Regions from separate parts of the Felis catus genome. Here region 1 is linked to region 2. The links are chromatin contacts, called in public Hi-C maps. All regions are on one chromosome and are shown on one strand. The core of a region is the stretch at or near the end of the contact, and the rest is flanking DNA. Distances in the headings are between cores, read along the strand shown. Region 1 holds the start of S100A10 (protein S100-A10). Region 2 has its middle 18 kb from the start of THEM4.

What was found. Hi-C and Micro-C count contacts between places; a contact is called where the count stands out from the background.
Region 1: a Hi-C map of skin fibroblasts shows a contact between it and region 2, with 4 times the contacts expected there. The contact joins the promoter of S100A10 here to the enhancer-like site in region 2. A contact is called at or near these places in 2 of 3 Hi-C or Micro-C datasets (fibroblasts and skin fibroblasts).

Annotation. Positions count from the first base shown.
Region 1 is chrC1:106,483,461-106,486,472 of F.catus_Fca126_mat1.0, forward strand. S100A10 (protein S100-A10) reads right to left here and starts at 1,704. Exons shown (of 3, transcript XM_023259176.2): 1 at 1,549-1,704.
Region 2 is chrC1:106,437,014-106,440,395 of F.catus_Fca126_mat1.0, forward strand. No RefSeq gene overlaps it. Among named protein-coding and RNA genes, the nearest start is that of THEM4, 18 kb to the left of the region's middle. Within about 2 kb of position 1,873, at least 1 of the 10 cell types and tissues checked has an H3K27ac peak or open chromatin away from gene starts, as enhancers often do.

The sequences.
Region 1 (3,012 bases), core at 454-2,953, 46 kb after region 2:
TGGGATAGGAATCTGTAGGGGCAGAATGCATGAAGACATTTCAAATGAGTTACATGAACTCATTTCTGCCCCAGCCTCTGGTATTATCTTTTTCAATCTGCCGAAACATGTTGGAGGCAAAGATCTCTGTCCGTCGGCGTGTTTCCGTGAGCCTGGCCTCACCTGAAGTTCAGGATGTAAAGATCCGCTACTGCAGGTTGAATCTCAAGCTGCAGGGGGAAAAAAATCTGCAGCAATTACCGCAAACCTCTTGACGGGAAGAGCTACCTCACTAGTGAAGCTTAGGCCACCTGCCAGCAGGCACGCGGGCCAATCATCCGACAGTGCTGTGTCTTACCATGGCTCTGCCAGTCTAATTGCTGCCCTCACCCACGGATCAGTCAAGAAACCTCTCCTTCAGATTGCCAGCCAGTCCTGGTGTGACTCACTTCCTCTTGGAAAATGCCCTCTGAGATGGCACAGTTCCCCTTTTCCTTTAGGGAGTGTTCTGTCCGGCCATCTGCAGAGAGTATCTGGAACCATCGCGGACCACACCCACATGGTCTCACAGCTGAGTCACCGGCCTGCACTAAGGGGATCTGGGAGCCCTTTGTGCTAACCACGCCCTGTGCAATGCTCTCAGCTCCCCTGGGGAGGGAAGGGGGTGTAGGCTTAATGTGTTCCAGAGTCTGGGCTAAGGGCTCTGCCCAGCTTGTAGCCGCTCTACTTTCCTCCCCAGCCCCACCCGACACGCCAGAGTCCCTGTTTCAGTTAGCTGGAGTCTAGATGGACAGTTAGCAGCGTCCAGGGCTGGAGGAAGCTACATTCCTTTGGCCAAGCTTAAAGTGGTGACCAGGTACCAAGGGCAGGTCTATCTGTCTCTTTGCACTGGGCCAGATTAATCTGGGTTGGGAGGTCCTTCATCAAACCTACTCTTCCCCCTCTTTATAGTTCCACTTGTGTAATTAAGATCGCAAGAAGGGAATCCTTTGAGTAGAGAAATCCCTTCATATATTCCCTCCCCCCCAAATCTCGCTAGCCAGGCTTATAAAGAAAACAAATAGACCTCCCCCTTTCCTGTCTGGCAGACAAACAACAGGAAGCCCAACCTGAAACATCAGGGCGAGGGACTGAGCAGTGCCCTTTAGGAAGGGATCTGCTGGCTGCCGGGCAGTCCAGCTCGGAGGAGGCCGCACACATCTGGACAGAGGTCAGCCTGCAGCCAGAGCGAGCGCATATGCCGGCCAGGACGGGGCGAATAGCTCGGGTGACGAGTGGAAAAGCAGGAAAGTGGGAGTGAGGAGAGATCGACGGAAAGGGAGGAGAGCGCAGAGACCCCAGGCGTGGACACGGAGGTCCGGTACGGAGGACGAGCGCCCCTCCTCCACTCCTCGAGGATCGCGGCAGGGGCGCTGCCGGTCTCGCCGGGGTGTGGCCCAGGGCGCGGAGCGGCGGACGCCCAGCGGACCCCGGCGCTGGGGCAGCCGATGGGGGGGCTTCCCCGCGCGCGGGGTCGCGGCCGGGCGGGGGGGGGGCGGGAGGGGCTCGGGAGCAGCCGGCTGAACTCACCTTGGCTGGAGGCGCGGCGGGGACTCTCGCTTGGCTGGGACGCGCGGGCCAGTGAGCAGAGCGTGGCGGGCTGGGAGCCTTAGTATGGGGAGTGGGGGTGGGGAGGGGAGGCAGGAGGAGCCTGGGCCGGTGTCCCGGTCCCTGCTCACCCCACCCCTTCCCCGCCCTCCTCTTCCTGTCCCCCCGCGCCCCGCGCGGGCACACCCCCTCCCAGGCGATGCCGTGGGCCTCACGCCCAGCCTCCGCCCGCTGTCACCTCGGCGGAGAGCGTTCTTGTGCACGTCCGTCCCCGCTCCAGGGCTCTCGGATGGTTCAGGACACCCCCGCCCTGGGCCGTGCCCTTCCTCTCGGGTCTGGTTTTAGAGAGGGAAGGCGCAGTCCTCAATCCAGCCGTTCTGCGGGTGGGGCGCCCTGCCCCACAACCGGTGTAACCTACAGGTCCAGGAATTAATTTCTAGACAACACTGCTGGGAGGGGCACGTGGAGTCCTAACCGTCGCAGGATGGTCGTAGTTCTCGTGTTAGGCTCCGGATTTCAGTCCCGAGGGTCTTCGTGGCCTGAGCCCCGCTCCACCTACTCCTGGTGCCCGTCTCTCTGGGTGGGGTATGAAGAGTGCCGCTTGGCTTGTTGGCGCCGTGGATACAAACCTTTTGTTCAACAAGGGATTTACCCCTCCTTGGGGATGGCTTTACGTGGTGGAAAACTCAGCTTGGCATTGTTAAGAGCAAAGTTTCTAAGCCTCCTTTTTGTCCTGTAATTGGCTTGTTTGGTTCTCAAAGCCCTTTAGGAGAAATTTCTGGAAGAAATTTAGAGAAAACCTAAGTGTCTCCTACTGGATGGATAGTGTTCCCCCGCCCCCATTTATTTTAATTGTGGTTAGGGTTAAATGCAAACTACTAGCAGCTATAAAAGTCCCAAGTCCTGGGTTTTCCTTTGTTCCCAGGGGAGGTCCTGGGAGGAGTGAGTGATCCCAAAGGAATGAGCAGACTCAGGGAATCCTTTAAGTGCCACCATGTGACTGATCTTGGCTCTTGCTAGGAAACCCCAATTTGAATTTAAGCTCTCGCTCACGCTAGGTTCATGCAACCCTGGTGCTGACTGTTTAGGGAGGCTGTTCTTCAAAATCTTGCTGTATGCTTCCCAAGTTTTTCCCAGGCCCCAGAGTACAGTCAAGAGTGGAGAAAATCCTGGATCCATTAGTCTCAGGGAAGATGCAACTGAATTTAGAATGAGAACAACCTGTTTCTACACTCCCACTTACTTGAGTTCTTCATTTGATCCACAAACCTTTACAAATGCTTAGTTTCTGTGCTAGGTAGGCCCTGAGGACTCAGACATTAAAGACTCAGTTTCTTCCCTCAAAGATCTTCAAGTCTTGTCAGGAGATAGATAAGCAGTCAAAATCCAGTGTTCCCAGTGAATGGTAGAGGACACTAGGGGATACTTTGAGAATGTTGACCCTTG
Region 2 (3,382 bases), core at 623-3,122:
CAGATTCTGTGTCTCCTTCTCTGTCTCTGCCCCTCCCCTGCTGGCGCTCTGTCTCTCTCAGTCCCTCAAAATAAATAAACATTAAAAAAATTTTTGATAGATACTGAGAAGTAACACCAACATTATGGCTCTGTTTGCTTCTTAGACATTCTTTGTCAGATGTATGCCACTTTCTTTCGTTTGAGAAATTAAAAATCTCAGTTTTTAGGCTACTGTTCTGGATGAGGAGAGGCAGGCTTTAAGCATAGTTAATAGTCCACTGACATCTTACTAGCTTGTGAAGAAATGCATTAAGAATAAACACCAGGTTTCTGTAGTTTATTACCCCTTTTTGTGCCTTTGTGTGGAACTGTTTGCAGGTATACGTTCCATAAAGTTTGTGGTTTTAATACGTCCAATTAGGCTGTAGTAACTCTGCCTTCCATTTAAGTATTAATTTTTTTTTCCTTTCATGTCTTCTGAAAATACCTTGTGATACACTGAGTACACACAAAAGGAACATCATAGAATTTGTTGACAATTTTGTTGAGTATGTTCTCACCAAAACTGCACATTAACCTGAAATAGCCAAAATAACATGTATTAGTTTCCTATTGCTTCTGACAAATCACCACAAACTTAGTGGCTTAAAATAGTGCAAACATAGTTCTGGAGGTCAGAAGCTCAAAATGGATCTCACGGGGCTAAAATCTGAGGTGTCCGCAGGGTTGGAGGATTTAGGACAGAGTCGGTTTCCTTGCTTTTTCCAGCCTCTAGAGGGCACCCTCAGTTCTTGGTTCTAGGCCGCAGCCTGCAACGGTATCACTCCAGCCTCTTCTGTCCTGATACCGCCTTGGATTCTTCCGCCTCCCTCTTCACATTTAAGGACCCTTGTGACTACGTTGGGCCAACACAGACAATTGCGGATAATCTCATTTAAAGTTCCTTAATTTAATCACATCTGGCAAAATCCCTTTTGCCCCATGAGGTAGCATTCATAGATTCTGGAGACTACAATGTGGACATTTTGGGGGGCCTTCTGTTCTGCCTACAAGTGTTTTTAGACAATTATCTGTACCTTCCATTGACTTTTATCCTAAATCTTCTCAATTTGTGGTCAGTAGGTAAAATTTTTGGTTATTTATAAACATCTTTTGAGTCATTAGGAATAGGAAGATTTTATATATCTTTATTTCCCTATATACTTGTGACTAATTTTCCTCAATTAGCTGATCAGTATTGTCTGTCTCAGTACCTAATAATTTGTCCCTTTAACTGATGACTACTGTCTTATTAAGGGCTTAGCAAAACTTTAAAACTTAGTCTGCTGAGCCTTACACAGTGATAAATTGTTATTTAACCTTTTTGGTTTCCGAATTGGGTACAGAAGAGGCAATAGATCTATAAAATGAGATCTTGGGACTGTTTCTTCTTCTGTGAAAAGAGGGATAAGATTCTCCCGTTCTTACATCCATAGCAGGACTAAATGTGCCTGGAGGGCAATGAAGTATGTTTAGTGATGCAGACTAGCTCAGAATTGACCGCTAGGAATACCCGTCCTAGATCTCCTGGAAACCTGGCCTGCAAAACTTGTCGCCATCAAATCGTACGGCATAGAAGAGCGGATGGCTTTTGGATTGTTGCTGTTTGGTGCTCTGCCAAGTAGTACTGTACAGCAGACACGGTAAGAGCGGCAGCTAATGAACAGTGTCTGTGTCCTCCCCTGAGTGGGATTAAGGTCAGAGACAGCAGGTTTCTAGGCACAGACATCTGTTGTGGGAAAAGTCTGTAGGTGCACGCTCCTCCAAGTTTCTAGGGCTACGAGAATGAAGTACTGGGAGTTCTAAGGATCCTCCTGGGAAATGAGGTTCGAGTTACAGTGAGGATAGTCCTCACAGGGGAGCGGCAGCTCAGGAAACATGGGCTCCGCCTGTGGGATTTCTCACTCCGGATCAGAAACCACAGGAGCTGCAATGAGCTTCAGCGTGGAGGAATAGGGGAGAAAGGGAGAGAGAGAAAGAGGGAGAGAGAGAGAATATAAAGAACATGACAGTTATTTACATTTCCATGGCTTCTGGTATCACCAGAGATCTAGAGCTCTTAATGTATTTTTTCTCTTTGGAATGAGGTGATGAGAGCTACCAGGTACTAGACACTGAACGAGGCACTTTATACCCATAATGCCACATTCAATTCTTCACAGCAACCCTGTGAGGTCTGCCTTGATATGTCCATTCTAAAGGTGAGGAGGCAGCTCTAAGAGATCAATTAGCTTTCCCAGGATTACAAAATTAATAAGTTATAGAGCAGGAATTCAAACCCGGTCTTTCTGACAAATTTCATGCATTTTAACTAAATCACAACTAACTACACTACCGGTCTTGGATAAATCCAGGTGAAATCTCTCATTTCATTAATATGAGGAATGCCACAGAATAATCTTGATGTCATCCGCAGAAATATACACTGTGGAAACTTGGCTTTGCTCTGTCTCCTTGTCGGACCCAGGTTTCTCTATATAGGTTAAATAACGGGCTGATCAGTCCTATTTTAAAAAAGGGAAAGCAAGTTGCTTTGAGGACCTGCAGGGGGCATCAGAGGCCCATTGACCCTGGTGCTCCTTTGCCTTTGGCACAGCTCAGAGAGAAGCCAAGGGGCACTGTATCAGCTGTTGGGGGCAAGAATAAAACAAAGAGGATGTGTCTCGCTCTCCTCCCTGCTGTTTTCCTACCACGTTGTTCTTCCTTTTCTTTAAAAATTGTTTTGTTTTTGTGTTGTCTTTTAAGTTTCTTCCTGATCCTGTCCACCATAATTACATTGTGCTTCTTACCTAAGCTTCCGTATTCTTTGCGACTTTCTCTCTTCCCTATGCTTCTATCCCTCCCTTAAGATTATTTCTTATTTTTAAAAACCTTAAATTTGTCTTAAAATATACTCATTTAAAATTGCCTCTGTACATGTAAAGATAACAGCAGCATCAGTATGATAAAATAAGTAATTACTGCTGAGAGAAGAGAGGGCCAGTAGGTGCTCACTGACTTTTTAGAGGGAGGGGACACTGAATTAAAATTAAATGGAATTGAAAGTGATAACAATACTTGTACCTTAGTTTGGGGGGAAAAAAGGAAAGTTTCACAGACATGCTTTGAATTGAGATAAATAAAGATTGTGATTTACTGTTTTGGAGAAACTTTTCAAATAACTGTTTCCTGCGATATAACAAAATTTGTGAGCTCAGGGAACCTCACTCATGTACCTAAAAGGTAGTAAACATTAAATTCTATTTAGATTCATAGATTCATAGACTGTTAAAGCTGAATGAGACCTCAGAGAGCATCTAGTCACCTCTCTTCTCTTTCAGAGTGACTGAGAATCTCCTTGAGACCAAGGACAATGTTCCATT